Linked DNA regions of Mus musculus: region 2 is linked to region 1. A link is a contact called in public ChIA-PET data. All regions are on one chromosome and are shown on one strand. Each heading gives the region's core, a stretch centred on a gene start, on an enhancer-like site or on the middle of the called end of the contact. The rest is flanking DNA. Distances are from core to core; before and after follow the strand shown. Region 1 holds the start of Rnf11 (ring finger protein 11). Region 2 overlaps Faf1 (Fas-associated factor 1).

Region 1 (3,005 bases), core at 230-2,729:
TAATGTCAGTACTTTAGATACTTGAGCTGAGTCCTTAAAGAGGATTAAATGTTCACCTGGGCAACCTTGGGGGAAGGGCTCTTAGCATAAAGATCACCTGGAGCAAAGACAAAACTATCAACAGCCTGGTTTGGTTAAAATAGAGGCTTTTGCCAGGCTATCGTAAAGATGGGACTTGACTAACATGAGGGGGTCAGAAAATCAGCTCATATGATCAATTTTTTGCCACGTGATGAGAAACTGGTTTACACAGGATTGAGAAAACACTACACTAGATAATGATGTCACCACATAAAATCAAAGGAGACTGCACAGTTAGAAAACTAAACTCTCTTCAGGAAAATATTAAAGAACTGTATTAAAGCCCACCTGAGAAGTTTACTCAATGTATCATTTAGAAAGACCCATTCAGGAGTCTTTGATAAAGAGGACTTTAAGTAACAGATGGCATTTCCCAAGTCAGGTTGAAAGGTCTCTCAAGTTCAAGATAATCAAATTTTAATTAAGCCAACTTATTTAAAAGATGTGTCACAGGGGTGGAGCTTAAAATTACCACATATGTATATATAAACAAGTAACTCTTTATGAAGCTGAGGCCAAAATCGCCACTTGGAATTCTACCTCCCAAGTAGATGGTAAAAAAGACATTCTACCAGAGCCAATTAACAAAAGAGTGGGGAGGATCATAAACGAAAACACAAATATAAGGGGGGAGGGGGTGACAAGCTACGCAAAACCCGTAATCCTCTTGGCAGTCTGATGAGGAAATCACACAACTCAGACATAAAGGCAGGAAAACCATGTCATCCTCAACTCCACAAGCTAAACTACTAGGCACCGAAGGGGATAAGATCACACACTCGATTCCTGAACTCAAGGACAGAAGACCGTCCTCAACCCGTGCCCAAGGGGATGCCCAGAAGGACCCTTTTCCATTTGGGAACCGGGCAGCAGACACCCTCAAGGCCAGCCCTGAAGGGGTCAACGCCACCCCCCCCCCACCCACCCCCGGTCTAGGCCGTGGAGGCCAAGGGCAGAGGGCCCGAGCCGCCTCCTCTCGCACGCCGACACACACCCTCCCTACCTGATATGGCGGCGGCGGCTCCTGATCTGGCTCCGTCCCCTCGCCAAAGCTAGCCCGGTCGGACTGAGACTCGTGAAGCAGGGAGATGTCATCCGAAGTCGGGGATTTGAGGCAGTTCCCCATCTTCCGGGGCTGGGGTGTATGCTTGAGATCTGCGGGAGGAAGAAAGCTGTGACCCGGTCTCTCGCACGCTCGGCGGTGAGCTCGCTCGGCGCCGCGGGGTCCAAGGCGGCAGGCCCGGGGCTCAGGCGGCGGCTCCCCCGCGCCCCGGCGCCACCGAGGGGCCGCTCATGCCAGCCCCCGGGACAGGGGGCGCGAGGCTAGGCCGCGGGCTGCGCCGGGGTCGCGTCTGGAACCTGAGGGGGGCGGGGGCGGGAAGACTGAGCGCTTCCCCACCCCGCCCCCCGCGGGGCGGCGGCGGCCACGGGCTGCTGGGCCTAATCCAGGTCAGGAGGGGGGGGCGCGGCCGTCTCGGTTGCCTCAGCTGCTGCCTCAGCTGCTGTTGCCCCTGCCGACGCTGGAGCCGCGGCCCGGGGCCTCATCCTACTCCGCCTCGGCGCGGCGGCGGTGGCCAGAACGAGGCTGGCCAGGCCTACGTCATGCCGCCGTGCGTGCTCCGGCCCCGCCCCGGGCGCGCGCGTCCGACTCCTGGACTGCGTGGCTGGGCTCTGAGTTTAAGGTCCAGGCTGTGTGGCTGTTGGTCTCCCGACCATCTGCCTCCGGCGCCCCCTGTATGTCCCGGCTGCAGCCAGCTTGCGGACTTACCTTACCTTACCTGCGCGGTGTCCTCAGACTGTTCACGCTGTCTGCCGGGTTGATGTCTGTAAGCACGGATCTGAATGGACCAGGCAGATAGCTGAGGTGTTTAGCTTCCTTCTCCTTTATCCTTTAAGAATAAAGTCCAAACTCATGTGATGAACACGCCCTACCCTCCCAACATCACAGCCATGAGATTATCGGATTGCCCATTTCTTCCCAATCCCACCTCCCTAATTCAAGCCTCTCAAACTAACATTTGCCGTTGATTCTCAGTCTCTCTGTGTTCATCATTGTCCCCTACCTCCATACCCTTTGAATGATTGAGGATATATATATATGTATTGGGAAGGCATATATATATATATGCCTTCCCAATACTACCCACAGAATAATCTTAAGAAATCTCTTGCCGAGCAGTAGTGGCGCACACCTTTAATCCCAGCACTTGGGAGGCAGAGGCAGGCAGATTTCTGAGTTCGAGGCTAGCCTGGTCTACAGAGTGAGTTCCAGGACAGCCAGGGATACACATAGAAACCCTGTCTCGAAAAACAAAACAAAACGAAACGGGAAAAAAAAAAAAAACGGAAAGAAGAAATCTCTAATCTCATTCAAAATACTGCCCCTCTTTTATAAATTCTAAATCCCAAAATGGCCAAAGTGCTTCTAGTCCTCTCAAAGACTGTTCTCGCTGGCTGAGATTTCCACAGACAGACAGTATTCCTGACCTCTTACCTCTCGCTGGGCTAATCATTATCCTCACCAGTCCTTCGTGGACTCCATTTCATTTCCCTTGAAAATCTTTTTCTGCTTCTCCAGTCTGGGTTAGTCACCTACTCAGAGTTCCCAGTCAGGGCCTTTCTGTCAGGTTGATCAAGCTGAGTTCTCTGTCCCTTCCCTGTGTAAGGCCTGGCATGTTGCCTAAGGTAGTAGAGTCTTTCCTTGGCTGAATGAACAAATGCTCAAACAGCATATGCAAAGGGAAGAACAAGAAGAGAGTGTTCTCCACAGCCATTTTTTTTTAATCAAGAAGGCAAGAAGTTGACTTTGATCTCCAGTTTTATTCACCATTGACTGATTTATTGTTATTTACAGGCCCTATGTTAGAGCGACTGATTCATAAAACCTGACTTTTTTCTTGAAAGATCCTGGGTTTACCTGCAAC
Region 2 (3,005 bases), core at 127-2,626, 280 kb after region 1:
TTTTAAATTAAACAGGGAGATTTAAAAAGACATAAAATATTCATTAATGTTCGGTGATTATAAAGTAGTGGCATATATTTATTTTGCCTTTATTACTGTTTCGATGGGAAAATACTGCAAATATTTCCGAAATCGAGTTGGCCATACTGACAAGTTGAAATGTTTAAGCAATGTTAATGCAATCTGCTCACACCTGATATCCTATGCAGAATGATTCAAAATGACTACATCAATTATTAAAAGAAATATTTAAAATTCTGTAAATGTGCCATTGCGTGCCACAGTTGGCAGAAACTGTTCTCTGGTATATTATTTAGATTATCAAATATATTTTAAGTGTCAAGGACTTCAAAACATTGAAATCTGTTCCTTATCATTTCTAAATATCTTGTGGAAAGTGCTTGAGGAGCGTCTTTTAAATGACATATTCCTGTGTATTTCTTGGTAATAGCTTTTCTTTCCTGTTTAATTTTAAAAATTAATTTAAAATGTTTCTAAATTCTTGTTATTAAGAAAAAAATATTGTGTCTAGTGAAAATTGTTGTACTGTGAGTAGACAGTTCCACATGGACTGCTTTATTTATCTTGTGTAACTTTGATGACGGCTGTGGAGCGACTGGCTGAGCATAGTTCCCTGGCTTTTCCTTGGCCCAGTGGGATCCAGTGCAGAGGGTGGTTTCAGGAAGGAAAGGTGCTCCTGTGGACAGCCTGGCAACTCAGTGCCTTTTTCTTGCTAAGCTACTGTAAGTCAGTTTAATTGCACTAAGAGAAGTGTACAATTTTGAAACAATTTGTAGTTCTGTGTTAATACTAGTATTTTTGTTTTTAATGTGGAAGCTTATTGATGTTCTAGATTCTAAATTGTAAATTTATCCATCATCAGTTTTAGCAATCTTCTTTCAGTAGTAAGCCCCAAAATAAATTGTAGTCACTAACACACAGACACACAGACACACACACACACACACACACACACACACACACACACACACAGCTTAAAGGAGTAGATTAAAAACATCTCATCAATAAATAATGCATAAATTATTTTCATTTTCTAGGTAAAACATTCTTAATGCTTTGAAAGTCTTGAATTTTTAAAAGCTTTTACAGTATTTTTTACTCAGATAACTATGAAGTGAGTAAGACTGAAATTAGCACCGCTTGTAACTATTAATTGAACAAAATAAACCTTTGAAAGTACTGATTTCTAGACTACTGCTAAGATATAGTTAGAATTTCAAATATATTTTCAGTAGCATGTGGTCAGGAAATTAGTGGTGAGGCTGGTGTTCCTGCAAGTGTTGGCTCATCCGGCTCTGAGCCTGCTGCTTTACAACAAGGGACTGTTTCCCTTTGGGTACTAGGTTTTGGTTTTGATTTCATTCTTGTTTTAAGCTCGCTACAGATTTTTCAACTTACATATTCTATGTGAGGAGAGTCAGTAACCTCTAGAGATGGTTAAAATGGAGATAGTTGCAAGTAGTTATAAGAAGTAAAATCCTTATTCTTTCACGATAACACTATACATCAGAAAATTATCGAGTAATATTGTAATAACATTATGACAACCCCAACTTTCTACCAATTTGCACTCTAAATTAGTATTAATCACACTTTAAAATACTCAAATTCCTTCAAAATTTAAACAAGCCTATCTTATTTTAATCAGTTTTCTACTCTTGAGAGTTCACAGGTTTTAAACAATTAATTGTAAAGATTCTAATAATTTAAAAATCTGTGGTTTCAAATGCACTTGGGGTGGGCTAACACAAGGGAAGAAAGGCTGATTTGCCTCTGCAAATCCTTAGCCCAGGTGTGGAAAAGGATATAAAGTCCCTGAAATCAAGCCAACTTTTCTTGGAAACTGATTCTTTGTTGTCTGCCTTATTATTGCAAAAGCTTCTGTTAGGCAAATTTCTACGTTTTTGTAGATGTCATATAAACTTAAGAAGCATACACCTGATCTGAAAAACAAAGATAAGAAATCTTAAGTATTTTTAGTGCAGAATCATGGAGTATTACTTATCTATTACAGTGAGAAGTGCAATGAATAGCTATTGGAATTATTTAAATCCTCTTCTAAGTTTCACTTTACCCTAGAATTCTCACTATTCTTATTAATGTTGATTTAGTTCTTAATGGGAATGAATGGGGAAAATTGACAGCCCATGAAGCCATATCGTACAGGGAGCAAGTAGCACATTTCACTACTAGTGCCATGTTATATAGACAAACTGATGATTAAGTGGGAGACCAATTGTGCTAGAATTGGTGTCTAAGGAAATCATACCAATTCTTAAAAATAATTGCAAAATTAGGATGTTAATTTTGATTCTGAAATTTAAACCTTGTGCTATTTTTGTGTGTGTTTGGTCTGTTCTTGGTGCTTTCTCATCTTAACTAATGTGTGCTTTGGACTGTAAGCTAAGGCTTGTGGCCAGTAACTGTTTTGAAATTTGTAGTTCTTCACAAGTTATATTAGCGAGCACTTTCTATTAGCAAATAGATTATAACTTAACTGTTGTGTCCTTTCTTTAAATGTTTTGAAGTATTAGGTGCCTTTTCTGGGGGGGGGGATGGGTGAGGGGGTTGTTTGTTTTCCACTATGGGGTGGGGAGCTACTGGCAAAGAATTGAAGAAAGAGTGAGGTAGCTGAGAATGTTCATATGCAAGAGGGTAAATTAAGTTGTGTGCTTACTTAATTAAAAGTTTAAGTGGTTTGTTCTTGCTGCAAGATAAATGGCATATATTAACTCAATTAGAATGAGCAGTTTTAATTAGCATATATCATTTTTTTAAAACTTAAAATAAAAAAATGACATCTTAGTAAGAATGTAAGATGATTTTAACAACCAGGCATGAATTCAAGCCATTTTTTCACCTTTCCAAATATGGAGAATATGAGGTACATATATTACTGGTCTCAGGTTGCATTTTAAAAAAGGTTTGTTGAATGATACTGCTTCAAATGAACAAATAGTGATTATCTTATTGAGATCTTCTGT

The links. ChIA-PET counts read pairs in DNA pulled down with a chosen protein or histone mark.
Region 2: an RNA polymerase II ChIA-PET map of effector CD8 T cells shows a contact between it and region 1, with 14 read pairs. The contact joins the enhancer-like site here to the promoter of Rnf11 in region 1. A contact is called at or near these places in 3 of 39 promoter capture datasets (the C10 cell line, pre-B cells and stem cell-derived epiblast-like cells), 5 of 115 datasets of contacts at active chromatin or transcription factors (the NIH/3T3 cell line, bone marrow-derived macrophages, effector CD8 T cells and 2 more) and 2 of 9 other capture datasets (adipose tissue and liver).

Annotation. Positions count from the first base shown.
Region 1 is chr4:109,475,026-109,478,030 of GRCm38.p6, forward strand. It overlaps Rnf11 (ring finger protein 11), which reads right to left and starts at 1,480. Exons shown (of 3, transcript NM_013876.3): 1 at 1,085-1,480. The coding sequence starts at 1,207.
Region 2 is chr4:109,759,390-109,762,394 of GRCm38.p6, forward strand. All of the region lies in intron 7 of Faf1 (Fas-associated factor 1), which reads left to right. Among named protein-coding and RNA genes, the nearest start is that of Faf1, 84 kb to the left of the region's middle. Within about 2 kb of position 1,377, at least 53 of the 459 cell types and tissues checked have an H3K27ac peak or open chromatin away from gene starts, as enhancers often do. A contact at or near this core is called in bone marrow-derived macrophages, effector CD8 T cells, liver and 2 more, where this site is marked.